2 separate regions of the Mus musculus genome follow, and region 1 is linked to region 2. A link is a contact called in public HiChIP or PLAC-seq data. All regions are on one chromosome and are shown on one strand. The core of a region is the stretch at or near the end of the contact, and the rest is flanking DNA. Distances in the headings are between cores, read along the strand shown.

What was found. HiChIP or PLAC-seq counts read pairs in DNA pulled down with a chosen protein or histone mark.
Region 1: a contact with region 2 is called in an H3K27ac HiChIP or PLAC-seq map of embryonic stem cells, with 9 read pairs. The contact joins two enhancer-like sites. A contact is called at or near these places in 4 of 484 Hi-C or Micro-C datasets (the HL-1 cell line, embryonic stem cells and stem cell-derived neural progenitor cells) and 4 of 115 datasets of contacts at active chromatin or transcription factors (embryonic stem cells and pancreatic cancer cells).

What each region holds. Positions count from the first base shown.
Region 1 is chr10:108,568,335-108,571,240 of GRCm38.p6, reverse strand. All of the region lies in intron 9 of Syt1 (synaptotagmin I), which reads left to right. Among named protein-coding and RNA genes, the nearest start is that of Gm36601, 110 kb to the right of the region's middle. Within about 2 kb of position 1,275, at least 55 of the 459 cell types and tissues checked have an H3K27ac peak or open chromatin away from gene starts, as enhancers often do. A contact at or near this core is called in embryonic stem cells, where this site is marked.
Region 2 is chr10:108,430,999-108,434,041 of GRCm38.p6, reverse strand. All of the region lies in intron 1 of Gm36283 (predicted gene, 36283), which reads right to left. Among named protein-coding and RNA genes, the nearest start is that of Gm36440, 12 kb to the left of the region's middle. Within about 2 kb of position 1,756, at least 46 of the 459 cell types and tissues checked have an H3K27ac peak or open chromatin away from gene starts, as enhancers often do. A contact at or near this core is called in embryonic stem cells, where this site is marked.

The DNA of each region.
Region 1 (2,906 bases), core at 26-2,525, 140 kb before region 2:
GGATATTAAACACAGCTTCATTGCTGAGTTCACAGATGAGGTAACATTAGGTGGAAGTTCTAAGTAGAGAGCATCACAGAGCTGCCTATTATTCTAAGCAAGAGAAAATTCTTCGTTAACTTTTAATATTTTTTCATACCAAAGCTTGATTCAAGGTGTGTGTGTGTGTGTGTGTGTGTGTGTGTGTGTGTGTGTGTGTGTGTGTGTGTTCCTCCATAGCTGATATAACCATGTCTATAAGCTAGCCACATATGTGCATGGTTATTGGATGTTTACAGTAACGTTATTCACAATACTCAAAAAAGTGAAAGCAACTTTGCTAAATGAATGGGCAAATCCCATACAAGCAAGGGAACCACACTTTGTAATGGACACAGACAAACTTGATACACTTGACAGTGTGCATCTAAAGCTACAGAGAAGACAAGGGGGTGATGGAAATGTTCTATGCCTTATATGGTTGGACAGCTTGTCATTGAATTATCCTCTAATGAAGTTACTGAAAAATAAATACAAAATTGGCTCACAGCATTGCTTTTTAAACTATCCCTACTAGGTAACCTTTTAATGAGCGTTTATAGGTCTCATGATATCTGCTCTGCTCTTCCAGCCTTCTCTGTCTTTTCTCCTTTCACTCTCTACATAACCATGAGAGCAAATGAGATTGAAAATAGCAAGATATCATACACTATATCACTCAGCGATATGCAAAATTAAGCCATGTGTCTGTGGTGAGCAGGAAGTACATACAGGACTTTAATGTATGTCTCCTAATTACCTGAGAAGCAGCTATGACAGCATCCAGAAACTAGCCCAGCAAGTTCTCTCCTCTCTTGATAGCATTTAACCATGATCCCCAGCATATTTTATAAGAAGTAAGATAGGATGTATTTCTCAGGATAACTGTTCTTCAGTATCTTGTTGGGAGTTATTTCTAGGCCCAACCCATTCAACTCCAGTGTATGCCCAAAAGCTGAGAATGTTCAAGTTCTATATACAAAGTGATCTAGTCCTTGCAGATCACTGTACACTTCCCATTCTCTGTGGGTATACCTGTCAAGCATGATATAATGTAAATGATGTGCTGACAGTAGCTCTGTTGTACAGCTGAAGGAATGGGGACCGGAAGGAAGAAAAGGGAAAGTCTCTCTATGTTAAGTACAAATGCAGTTTTTGTTCTTGTTTTTTTTTAAATAGGTTCAGTTAAGGGTTGGTTAAACCAATAGGTATGGAGAGGAGACTTGAGTGATAGCCTCAGTTCTCAAAGCCGGTGACTTTGTTGTCTAAGATTCCAGAGCTCTCTTCCAAATTCTTCTCTTATGATAGCACGCCCAGGACAAACTCAGTTAATTGGCCCAGAAGCAGAAGAAAGGAAGGAAGGACAGAGTCTGTGCAGCCCTCATTATCAAGTTGGTATCTGACAGCCAGACCTCCCCTCCCCACTACAGTGAGCCTCTCCCGCACCCCCACCCCACCCCACCCCACCAACCCAATGAGCTAGAATCTGTAGGAACAACATCAATTTGACTAGAAGTGGCAGGGCCTAGTCCCTGAGCAACCCCCTGTTGCCTTGCCTAATAATTTTGCCCCAGCTAATAAATACCTAATTGGATTCAATGAGTCCGCAGTCACTGCGAGATGTTGTTTTGTAACCACATGGGGAGTGGGGAGAGAGAGAGGAAAATAAAGAAGAATAGCACACATCTCAACTCACATCCTTTCATGACCCTCTGACCCTCTTTTAGCTTGTTTTCTTCTCTCTGAAATTTCATTTTCTATAACACACTTGTCCTCGGGCTGTGCCCATCCTAGCAATTCAACCCTTGGAAGAACTCTTTGCTTAGATTGTGCCTCACCCCTCTAGCCTTCATCTAAAGTGAATTGTTCACCTTGCTAATAGAAAAGCCTGTTCTTTTAAAGCATTTACTAAGAACTTAGATATGAACTATGAGGGGAAAAAAAAAACAAAAAACCCTGTGTATTGCTGAGTCCCGAGGTGAGGTAAGATCTTCTCCGTTTCCCTCTTTGATGTGTTATTTAGCTAACTGCCCAAGGTGTCCGCATCTGCACTCTTGAACTGTGTCTCTCTCAAACAACTAGCCAGCCAGTCCCAAGGTTAAATCAACCTTGCGTTGCTAAGGAAGCATTTTCTGTGAAACTATAAACCTGGTGACTATGTGGTAGACTCTAGTGTTAACGTATAACGCTAAGGCCAGCAAACACAAAATTACAAGGTGTATTTCAGCCAGATCCTCAAATGAAAAGCTCCCTACAAATGTATTATGATCAAGGCTGCATTCTTTTCCCCTGGACAAAGACATGTTTAGTATTCACACAATAGGGTTCAGGGCCGGGGAACTAAACTTCATTATGTGAGTTAAAGGTAAGAGAATACTATCCACAAGCTAACTTAAATAGAGAAATATCTATTAAAACTCTCCCCCAGATATCATAACATATATAGATTTTTGACTCATAGCTGCCAGTTGACATTCATGTAGAGCTAATCATTAAAGATGCTAAAACTTAATATTTGCTTGCAAGCAAGGCATCACAATGGATTGTTTTTCATCCTGGGTGAGTCGTCGGGACGAAGCCATTTTTTCGTCGGGACGAAGCCATTTTTTTTGTTTGTTTGCTCTGTTTACATGATCCTTGGCTTTCCCTCCTTGTCAAATTTCAAAATGATTTAACCTGAAATGTAAAACAATAGTGGACTCTGATTATCAACTAGAATTATTCATTTTTAAGATGAGTCTCCAGCCACGGGAGCCCCTGCACCCTGTGCTGAGGGGCCAGGGAGGCTACATTCATTCCTAGTAACACATTTAACTAGAGGGACATTAACTTTCTAAAGCAAGCGCAGCGGGAGATCGGGGTCATGCAGAGGGCAGACACAGCGTCAG
Region 2 (3,043 bases), core at 507-3,006:
AAACTCAAGACTGGGACTCCATCATGTGAACGCAACGTTAGCATTTGAACGTTCATTTTCTTCCCTGGTTGATAATGTTTCTGAAAAATTGAGGCTACCCATATGTAGGGCCCTGGAAAAGATTTGAAAACATGAACTATGTTAAGTACTGTGTCTTGTCTCGGGAGCATCTAAAAGCCTAGAGATCTTGGCTTGGGAAATTTAGAAAAACAAACACTAACTCAGATGACTGGAGAAATAAAGAATAATTTAAGTTTTGGCCCTAACTATACTTGTCATTCTACGAGAATAGCCCTGGCTTTTGTTTGTCTTTGCTGTTTCTATTCTGCCCACATGGATTAAACCAAGGAAAAGTAGCTGAATCTAAGCTCATTCCAGTGTGAGCCATACAACCTATGAACTCCGTTCTAAATCAAGTTTCATTTACTGACTTCCCTGAGTCACGAATGTGTGACCTACTGGAATCCACGATGGGGGTCACAGAATGAGATTATACACCAAAGAAGGAATGCAAAAAAAAAAAAAAAAATTCAAGCAAGACTGGAAACAACCAACCCAAGTCATAACTTAGGAAAAATGAACATCTTTTGAGTATAAACACCAATTCTTCTAGAAAACACAGACAGCAGATGTACCTGAATTCATTCATTCATTTATATTATAAATATTATAAAATATGAGGGAGATACTATCATGACCATTTTTTGTATTACGAAGTAGAGGTGCAAGAAAAGGAGATGACAGTCCCTTAGCCATGAATCAAATCTTCTATATGATCATTATTGTATGGGGTGGTTTAAATTTTAAGCTCTTGGGCCAGCAATAGGGCTCTGAGGTTAGAGGTGTTGGCTCACAGGCATGGCAACCTCACTTTAATTTTTGGGCCCTAAAGGTGACATTGGAGAATAGACTCAGAGTTGTCCTCTGACCTCCACAGATACACTAAGGCATGTGGATACACACACACACACACACACACACACACACTAAAATTTAACCCTTTGTGTTCTTTTGGCTAGGGTTTATATTTGCTATGCTACACCATGACAGGAATCTTCCTTAAAATTCAAAACATTTCTATTTCATCTTAATCTCCGGTTTTGCTTTTTTAAGCAGAGCTGTTTCTTTTGGCTTAAAAACAAAATTTAAACACATAAGAACACCTAATCACATACATACATCAGAGTTCTATAAACAGCGCAGAAATATTCACTACTTGAACACATCAGTAGGCAAAAGGGAGATTGGGGAAAAAAACAACCCTATGTTAATTCCTATTTTAGCAGTATTTACTGAGTTTCCCTTTGTTTTGCTGATTCTGTGTCTCTTTCACACGCTACTGTTACACAAGCAGAAAACTGTGTCCACATTTTATAAGTAATAAGAACTCATTAGTTATAAAATATTTCAAATAGTACCTAACATTCATTGATGGGGTTGGAATTTTGAAAAGGGAAAAGAAAAAGAACCAAAATTCCAGGACCGCCTGATGTAATATCTTACGAGACAAGGCAGGGCTGGCCTCCCCTCCCCCTCCTTTAAAGCTTCCTTGTTTAGTATTTAGAACGCTGTGTCCACATTCAGTGAATTCCTTACATTCCTTTACTGCTGGCCCTCTGAACCACGAATCCAAATTAGGTAGTCATTTTACCTGTTACACAATAAATCAATTGTCTTGCACAAGTTTCACAGCGTATCAGTGACAAGAAGAGAGGGCAAATCTCTGATGGCTGGCTATCCTAACCACACCGGGTCAGTAGTGTACGCTGTGGCTAACAAGATCTGCTGCGACACCATCACTGGGATCAATACCGTTCGCAGAACTAGGCTTCATTCAATACATTCTTTAGTTTCTGGGTGCTCGAGATTTCCTTTTTCTTTTTTTAAACTAGCTCTGCCTCTTTTTGTTTATTCATGCTTGAGAAACAATAAGACGGGTGTTTTTTGTTGTTGTTGTTGTTGCTGTTTATAAGTGGGGACAGGATGGAGTGTGGGGACCACTGTCAAAAGCAAAAAGCAACACCTGAATAAACCCCAACTAAACAAACCTACTGATTCAATGAGCGTTAAGGACATAAAGGGCTGTTGCATGGCTTAGAAAGTGAATGGCTCCAACAAGTGTTTGCTGACAGGAGCCTGATATAGCTGTCTCCTGAGAGGCTCTGCCAGAGCCTGACAAATACAGAGTTGGATGCTTGCAGCCAACCATTGGACTGAGCACAGGGTCCTCAATGGAGGAGTTAGAGAAAGGACTGAAGGAGCTGAAGGGATTTGCAGCCCCTTAAGAGGAACAACAATATCAACCAACCAGTACTCCTAGAGCTCCCAGGGACTAAACCACCAACCAAAGAGTACACATGGAAGGACCCATGGCTCCTGCCGCATATATAGCAGAGGATAGATGGCCTTGTTGGACATGAATGGGAGGAGAGGCCCTTGGTCCTATGAAGGCTCGATGTCCCAGTGTAGGGGAATGCCAGGGCAGGGAAGCAGGAGTGGGTGGGTTGATGAGCAGGGGGAGGGGGGATGGGATAGGCGGTTTTTGGAGGGGAAACTAGGAAAGGGGATAACATTTGAAATGTAAAGAAAAGAAAATGTCTAATAAAAAAATTATTTGGGGGAAAAAAAAGAAAGCGAATGTCTGTCAGTCTTGAGGGTTTCAGGTTGTAAGTGCAAGGGACAGGGTGAATTTACAATCAAGCCTCATCTTTGTGAAATACTTTTTTTTTTTTTTTTTTTTATTTTTTAAGATTTATTTATTATTTTATGTAAGTACACTGTAGCTGTCTTCAGACACACCAGAAGAGGGAGTCAGATCTTGTTACGGATGGTTGTGAGCCACCATGTGGTTGCTGGGATTTGAACTCTGGACCTTCGGAAGAGCAGTCGGGTGCTCTTACCCACTGAGCCATCTCACCAGCCCCGTGAAATACTTTTATAGCTGGCGTTACAAAACTGAAATAAGAAAAAGACATCAGTTGACTTATAAACAGGGAAGAGGTGGGGACGGGAACTCCATCAGCAGGGCAAAACACGTCGAAGG